Linked DNA regions of Mus musculus: region 2 is linked to region 1. The links are chromatin contacts, called in public Hi-C maps. All regions are on one chromosome and are shown on one strand. The core of a region is the stretch at or near the end of the contact, and the rest is flanking DNA. Distances in the headings are between cores, read along the strand shown. Region 1 holds the start of Arl5a (ADP-ribosylation factor-like 5A). Region 2 overlaps Cacnb4 (calcium channel, voltage-dependent, beta 4 subunit).

Region 1 (3,783 bases), core at 1,250-3,749:
TTTCCTATAGCATACAACGTCAGTACAGTAATTTAACTATAGACTCTAACCACTGTCTTCCAGCAATAACTATAAGTTATTCGATGTCCCTGTGTTCAGATCTGCTATCACATCTTCTATGCATGACCAATACAATTCTATTAGATTTAGAATATTGCAAATTATTAGTGATGTCTACTTTTTAATACTCCTTTGTAGAACATCAAACTTGTTTCAACTGGCAGTTGCTCTCTTGGTCAAAGTCCTTAGGCGCTTTTAAGACTGGTCTCAGTTCCGGCTTACTCTTGGGCTTAGCACCTTTTTAACATCCAAGCATCTACTGATGTCCTAGGTGTGTTTTTACTGACTGAAGGGACCATTTTACATTAATGACTCCTGATCCTTTGGGGCAATTATCTGGGGATCCTTTTGCAATAATCCTGGTATGATTTTTTTTTTCTCTAGAAACTATTACTAGTCAACAACCTAGGGTTTCACCCTGTATGAGTCATATGGAGGTAAAGACTGCTTCCCTAATTCTAGCCTCCCTGACTCCGGAAGCACACAGCTGTGTCTTCATGGTAAGAGACTGTCCCCCTCTTATTTGGCTATCCACTCCCTCTGGAGTTGCCTGGGAATTGTTTTTGCTAAGGAGGGCAAATACAGAGCAATGGCAAAGCTCACTGTTTCTCTTTAGTTCCACAGGCTGTTTCCCAGTATCTGGAAACAGTTGTTTCTTGTGTTGTATCCAGTATTCTGCTTGTTAACTGTAGAATGGTAAAGCACATGTTTTACTCTCTCCTGCCTTGAAGCTGAGGTCTTTCATGGCATTTTGCTCATGACTTTAAAAATGGATAAAATATTTAGAAGGTCTCAGAAGGAAGAACAAAATGTTTGATATCCCTCATTAAAGATTCCCAGTTACATCTATAGTTAACAATTTTGTATTTTGTCTACTAAAGTCAGCCAAGATTCTACTAGTCAACTCCATCCCCCCTTCTGTGAGGGACACTTGGAAAATAGCCTAAGAGACCATTTCCTTAATAGAGTTCTAAAACACAGATCTCTAACTTCATGGGTAAATGTAGGTCTGGCATACATTAATAAGTTGCCAAAGACATGTGGGAATTTGTAAAATGACTCAGAGCCGCTAAAGCCCTGCCTAAACTGGATGGGAATGGAATCACTAAAGAGCTCATGTAAGTTGGTTATGCGAACATTGATCTTCTAAACAGCCCACTGGCTATTAAGTATATCCAGATCTAATTCTCCTTTATGTATGCCTCCTCTAAGACTGGCATTTGAACGCAAGCCCCCAAAGAAGATGAAGAACTCTTTCCCATACATTGAGCTATACGGTAGTATATGGTTAGGAGTCAGGCAGAGTATAGTGCTTCATTTCATGTGGCTGTTGAGGATAAGGTCGGGAACAGCTCGAAAGGGCCTTTCACAAGTCTCCCACATTTTTCCGTCTCTGCCTTTTTTTTTTCCCTCCCTTTTACAAACTTAAAGAGGATAGAAAGAGATGATGCTGATTCTACTCTTTTTGTTTGTTTATGTGTGTGGAAGAAGTAGACAACCCCAGTTTCTCTTTGAGTCAAAACTATCACAGTCGTCAGTTAACCTCAGGAATCGACCCTGTTCCTACATCAGGAATATGGAGATCTAGAGTCTACCTGTTTAGCTAAAGGGAACTAAAGTAAACAAAAACAAAACACAGGCAAGAACTCTTCGTTCGGATCAAGTTCGCCAGCGATTACTTATATTTTACTTTTCAGCCACTTATCCTGCGGGGAGTGGGGGTGGGGGTGCGCAGGGGCGCAGAGCTGGACACTCGCATACCAGGAGGCACAACTGTTTAAACTTTAGGCAAGCAGCAGAATGAAGAGCACAGACAGCATTTGGCCATCTATTTAACATGATGGTGACTCCTGAATGAGAGAAAAAGACGATCATATCGTGAAGACCAGTGAGTTTCTTGTCTACAGTCTTTTTGGACTCAGCTCAGACGGCTTTTGTGCCTTAAGATTTTTAAACCGGGGAGATACTTAAGGAAAAGTGTTCTAGCCAAGAGTGGCCTGAGAGCAGAGGGAGATTGGAGAGGGAAGAGCGCTGAGAAGCAAAGGTAGAAGTACGAAAAACCGCAGCGACAAAAAAAAAAAAAAAAAAAAAAAAAATAGGCCAATGATTTCTGCTGCTTGTCAGGGAAAATAGGCTCTAAAGAGACTTAAAGCTTACCATCGTCGGGGTCCAAACCTGGCACTTTTGGAGTTGAGTATGGTTACATATTTGCATTGTGACTTAGAAACAACCTCAAATCCCCGACATTGGCGCGCCTAAAGCGCCGCAGCCTTCCTTCCACTGACCCTCCGCGCCGCAGAGGCCTCCCAGCCCCTCGCCCCGCCTCCAGCCCCCTTGCCCCGCCTCCAGCTCCCTCGCTCCGCCTCCGGGCACGGCGCCTGCGCAGTCCCCTCGCTCCGCCCCGCCCCTGCCCGAGCCACCGCCGGAGAGGAGCTGGGGGAGGACGGTGGCCCGCGAGGTTCGAGCAGACAACGCGGCGGCGATGTCCGCGAGCCAGGCGAGCGCCGCGGCGGTAGCGGCGGGGCCTCGCGCGTGGCTGGGCGGCCTGGGCTGCGGCCTCCCCGCGGGTCCCTGGAAGCGGGCGCGCGGCCGGCGCGGGAGCAGAGGCGGAGGCCCCGGCGCGTCCTTCTGCCCCGCAGCCTGAGCCCGGGAGGCTGGAGGGCTCCGCTGCCCGAGGATGGGAATTCTCTTTACCCGGATCTGGAGGCTGTTCAATCACCAGGGTGAGGCTGGGCCGGGCGGGGAGGTCCCGGCCCTTGTCGGGCAGGAGGGTCGCCTTTGTCTCCGGGGAGCTGGGGAGAGGTTCCTCCCGCCATACACCCATTTCTCCGATTTGATCGCGAGCGCAAAAGGTGCCCTGCCCCACGCCGAGGGCCCAGCGCGCTGCCTGGCCTGCTTCCATCCCCGTCGCCTGCCCGCAATTGTGTTTGGGCCGCACGGGCAACAGCTGGGGTTCTAGAGTGAGGACCGAGGGCCCTGACCCTAGCGGCGCCACCGAGCCCACGGCTTGCAGAATGCGGAAAACTGGAACTAGTGCTGGATCCGTCTGGTTCGCTTTGGGGGGTGGGGGTGGGGGTGGGGGTGGGGGGGATGGGCGGGGAGACCCTCGCTGCGGAATAGTGATGGAGTGTCTCTCCTTTGCGCCGTTTGTCTCAGTGGTAAAGGTCAAGCCTAAGGTCGTTTTCTTTCTTAGGTTATTAGAAGGTTTTGGGTTTTGTTTTGTTTTGTTTTGTTTTTGGCCCTTGTTAAAGTGTTTCGCTGAAAGCTTTTAAAAGCCTGCCTCGGGAGGCAGGCTTCATTAGCATTAGGTAACTAGCAGGTTACTGTGTTAAGTTCGCCTAAATGCAGACATTTGCCACGGAAAGGCATAGGGGATTTATTAAAAAAAAAAATTACAAAATGGGTGTGTGATACTGGAGAGAATATGGTCCTAACAGAACTACATAGTTACTGAAATGAAATATAGTGCTTTTTTTTAAAAAAAGCTCTACTTGCAGTTCATTCCATCTGTCAAGCACGTACAGTTTTTCTCTTGTATAAGCTGGTAGCGTTGTCGCACCCCCACTTTTTCCAGTTAAAACTTAATGAACGGTGGCGCCTACTATTTAGAAGGAGCAGTTGCCGGGCTTGCTCCTCCTCTGGGATAGAGCTGGTTTTATGGGACTTGTAATCCCTAGTGGGTTCTGCTTTTTTTAATAATAATTTTTTTAAAAATGATACCTA
Region 2 (3,985 bases), core at 272-2,771, 190 kb before region 1:
AGGTTTATTGGACAAGATTCCAGGATGACAGAAAAAGCTGGACCAGTCCTATCAAGCTGTGTACCTGGGACTTAGAGAAATTGGATAGTGCATTAGAACTGAATGTAGTGTTTGTGAATACTTCCTGCTGGCTGTGTAGCTTGGTTAAGCTTTGCTGCCCAAGAAGGGAGACAATAATGAATCCCCTCCAATGTTGTGAGAGCAAATGAACTAATACATGTAAATTAGCCAGATCAGTGGTTTTTTTTTTTTTTTTTTTTTTTTTTGGCCTCTCTGTTAGCCTTCTGGCAGAAATTAAAAACCTCTTTTTAGAATTAATAAATTCATTTACCAAGTTACAGTTCCATTTTGCCTGTGCTGGCCTCAAACTCTTTACACGACTGAGGTTGACCTTGAACTTCAGGTCTTCTTACTTCCATTAAAAACTATTGAGGTATTAAAATTATGGCGTACTGAGGGGGGGGGGGGTGTGTTCCTGTAGCTATCCAGACACCTTCCTGACCCGTGTGATACGGCTTAAGCAGAACCATGGTCGTGAATCTCCATGGTTACCTCACATCCCTCTTTGGCAAGGTTAGGTCCACTCTCTACTTGCCTGGGTATTGGAGGGACCATGCTTGGCCCTCTCAGAGCGCATAAAGCCACAAAAATGAAAAGCTTGTGTCCCTGACTTTGCAGAGACACACTACAGAGCTTACAGCCTTCTAGGCAGCTGCAGTCCAGTAGAGGGGACAGACTTCCCTTTATGGAAGAGACAGCTCTTTTCAAATTATGGATGGTTATCGAAGCATCCTTATTTTCTTGCCTAATTCTCTATTAGCTCCAAGTCTGGAGGATGGACTCTCGTTATCCCCACTGACTTTCTTCTCATTTCCCAGAGGCCTCGGGGGGTCTTAGGACAAGTATCCAGGGAGGTGAGAAACCCCAAAGGATGAGGACACTTGAGATCTGCTAAGTCCCAGACCACGGAACAAAGCACAGGGCTCTCTGACCTGCCTTCCTCTCTCAGGCTGGGTCGTTGGAGGAGGCCACTAGGGGTTTCAGTTCAGGTAGCATGGCACCTGTGAGCAGCAGGAGATCTGAGAAGGACTCTCCACCTGCTGTGTGCTCCTTCACTCTCAGAGTTTCTGGTTCCCAGAATGTTCTCTTACCCTGCCCCTTGCAATTTAATCATGATTTATCCTCAGAATAATATCCTGTCCTTACCTTCTTCTCCTTGTCATACCATACACCTGTAACGTGCCACGATTTTGTGACTTGTGATGTGCCCTGTGTAGTATGACCAAATATCCCCAGGGCTTAGGGGTTTCTCAGGACATGGGACAGGAGATGCTAAATCCCAGACAGTTCTGGGTGCCCCAGGGTGGATTGTCATCCCACCTCAGTCCCTTTTCTCTCCAGAAGAAAGTTTCTCAATAACCTGCCATTTCTTTATCAGTAGGACATCCTGTCAGTACTATGCAATCCTCTTATTTACTCTGAGCACCTTTCTCCTAGACTGCTGACATCAGCCTCCCCTGCCAGAGTCCAAGGCTGGACAATGACTGAACAGCCAGCTTTTCTACTGTTTCACACAGCGTCAGTTCCAGAAGGCAGTGGAGCTCGTAGCTGACCTCAGAAGCCAACGCTTCTTGAACTCAGTGATTCTTTCTCTGAAATTTCCCCTTATCGCATGCCAGTCATGAGAATCTCATACTGCCACAACAAAATACTATAGTCAGGGCAACTTATATACTCTCAGAGGCCTTTATATACTCTCAGAGTCTAAGGAATCCAACATCAAAGTGCCGGTGGATTCAGTGCCCAATGAAGGTATGCTTTCTGGTTGACAAGTGTAACTGACTCTCAGGATGTCCTCATTTGTTGGAAAGGGCAGAGGTCCTACTCAGGCTTCTTTTAAATACACTGATCCTATCACAAAGAATATCCCCACCCATGACCTGATCACCTTCAAAAGGCTTGACTTCTGAATACCATTATCTTGGGAGTTAAAAAAATTACTACACGTATTCACTGTCCATAGAATTGTGTTTTGATCTGAACCCCACCCCCTCTCTCCCTTTCCCTTTCCCTTTCCCTTTCCCTTTCCCTTTCCCTTTCCCTTTCCCTTTCCCTTTCCCTTTCCCTCCCCTCCCCTCCCCTTCTCTTCTCTCTCTCCTTCCTTCTCTCTCTCCCCTTCCTTCTCTCTTTCCTTCTCTCTCTTTCTTTCTCTCTCTCTTCCTTTCTTCTTTTTGCGAGACAAGAGTTTCACTGTGTAGCTGTGGCTATCCTGAAACTACAGGACTCTTGTAGACCAGGCTGGCCTTGAATTTAGAGAGATCTTCCTGCCTCTGCCTCCCAAGCGCAGGGTAGTGTGTGTCACTACCACCTGACTTGGATCTAAATTTCTAAGATTCATAAACATTTAGACTACAGCAAGCCTCTTAGTGGTTTGTAGGCTGATGGCTTCTTGTTTGTCTTCACCTTGTAGAGATGGAAAATTCTAGTCTGTTTCTCTCCTTGGGAGAGTACTAATCCTAAAAGGCCCCTCCTTTCTGCTGCCATTTTAATCCAGATATGTTTTAGATGTTTCACTTCCAAGTACATTGCATTGGAGGCTAGGGCCTTGCAATAATACTTTTGTAATAATATTTTTGTTTCGTCCTGACAAACAATTCCTGACAGAAACCACTTTATGGAAGAAAGGGTAATTGTGGCTCATGGTTTCCAAAGATTTCAGTCCATCATGGCAGGGAAGGCATACAGCACTCACGATGGTGGAATCATCAAGGAGTGACTTGTTCACATGGCAACAGATAGGAGGTAGAAACCAAGCTAGATGCGGTTGTAACTTTCCTTTCTTTTTTCTTTCTTTCTTTTTTGGTTTTTCAAGACAGGGTTTCTCTGAAGAGCCCTGGCTGTCCTGGAACTCACTTTGTAGACCAGGCTGGCCTCGAACTCAGAAATCTACTTGCCTCTGCCTCCTGGGTGCTGGGATTAAAGGCGTGCACCACCACGCCCGGCTAGCTTGTAGCTTTCTTTCTTTTCTTACTTTTTTTAAAGTTAGGTATTTATTTCAGTTACATTTCCAATGCTATCCCAAAAGTCCCCCACATGCTCCCCCACCCACTCCCCCAACCTCCCACTCCCACTTCTTGGCCCTGGTGTTCCCCTGTACTGAGTCATATAAAGTTTGCAGGACCAATGGGCCTCTTTTTCCACTGATGGCCAACTAGGCCATCTTCTGATATATATGCAGCTAGAGACACGAGCTCTGGGGGGCAGGGGGGGGTACTGGTTAGTTCATATTGTTGTTTCACCTATAGGGTTGCAGATCCCTTTAGCTCCTTGGTTACTTTCTCTAGCTCCTCCATTGGGGGCACTGTGATCCATCCAATAGCTGACTGTGAGCATCCACTTCTGTGTTTGCTAGGCCCCTGGTTGTAGCTTTCTAAGAGCTGTTCCCAGAGACCCAGTTCTGCCTCTTGGGCCCCACCTCCTAAAGCTCCGCAGCTTTTAAAGTAGTGCCACAAGCTGGGGCTCTGGCATTCAATGATGTGTCTATAGTACAGACTCTATGCTGATATTTCAGATTCATCCTAACAGTCTGCAGCATGTTGATGTGGAGTGAGGTGGCACAAGCCATTGTCAGTAACGTTTTGTTTTTTTTGTTTTTTGTTTTTTTGTTTTCCTTTTCCTTTTGGTCTACTTGTCTGGATAGGCAATCCCAGGCTACTTGGATTTTTTTCCTCCTTCAAATTTATATAGCTGCAACATCTTCTATGAAGTTTCCTGACCAAATCATCCCTTTCATTTTCTTTCACTAGCATTTATATACAACAGGAAGAGCTGGGATATTTTTAGGTATTTGTCACTTTTCTGATGGCACCCACTTGGGTAAACTCCTGCATCTAAACACTAAATGCAAAGCTCCATTCTTCATTTCCTTGAGAAACTGCAAACCCCAGGGCAAAGTGTTTACCCAGTTTGTGACACAAAATTGTGA

What was found. A called contact is a pair of places that touch in the nucleus more often than the background predicts.
Region 2: a Hi-C map of liver shows a contact between it and region 1, with 2.7 times the contacts expected there. The contact joins the enhancer-like site here to the promoter of Arl5a in region 1. A contact is called at or near these places in 9 of 39 promoter capture datasets (the 3T3-L1 cell line, 3T3-L1-derived adipocytes, the C10 cell line and 5 more), 1 of 15 datasets of contacts at CTCF or cohesin (the NIH/3T3 cell line), 16 of 484 Hi-C or Micro-C datasets (adipose-derived mesenchymal stem cells, astrocytes, bone marrow-derived macrophages and 7 more), 15 of 115 datasets of contacts at active chromatin or transcription factors (bone marrow-derived macrophages, embryonic forebrain, embryonic limb bud and 8 more) and 4 of 9 other capture datasets (adipose tissue, liver, macrophages and 1 more).

What each region holds. Positions count from the first base shown.
Region 1 is chr2:52,423,590-52,427,372 of GRCm38.p6, reverse strand. It overlaps Arl5a (ADP-ribosylation factor-like 5A), which reads left to right and starts at 2,499. Exons shown (of 6, transcript NM_182994.2): 1 at 2,499-2,783. The coding sequence starts at 2,738. It overlaps A430018G15Rik (RIKEN cDNA A430018G15 gene), which reads right to left and starts at 2,361. Exons shown (of 3, transcript NR_165461.1): 1 at 2,218-2,361.
Region 2 is chr2:52,611,582-52,615,566 of GRCm38.p6, reverse strand. The region is part of intron 2 of Cacnb4 (calcium channel, voltage-dependent, beta 4 subunit); the gene reads left to right. Among named protein-coding and RNA genes, the nearest start is that of Cacnb4, 63 kb to the left of the region's middle. Within about 2 kb of position 1,521, at least 12 of the 459 cell types and tissues checked have an H3K27ac peak or open chromatin away from gene starts, as enhancers often do. A contact at or near this core is called in hepatocytes and liver, where this site is marked.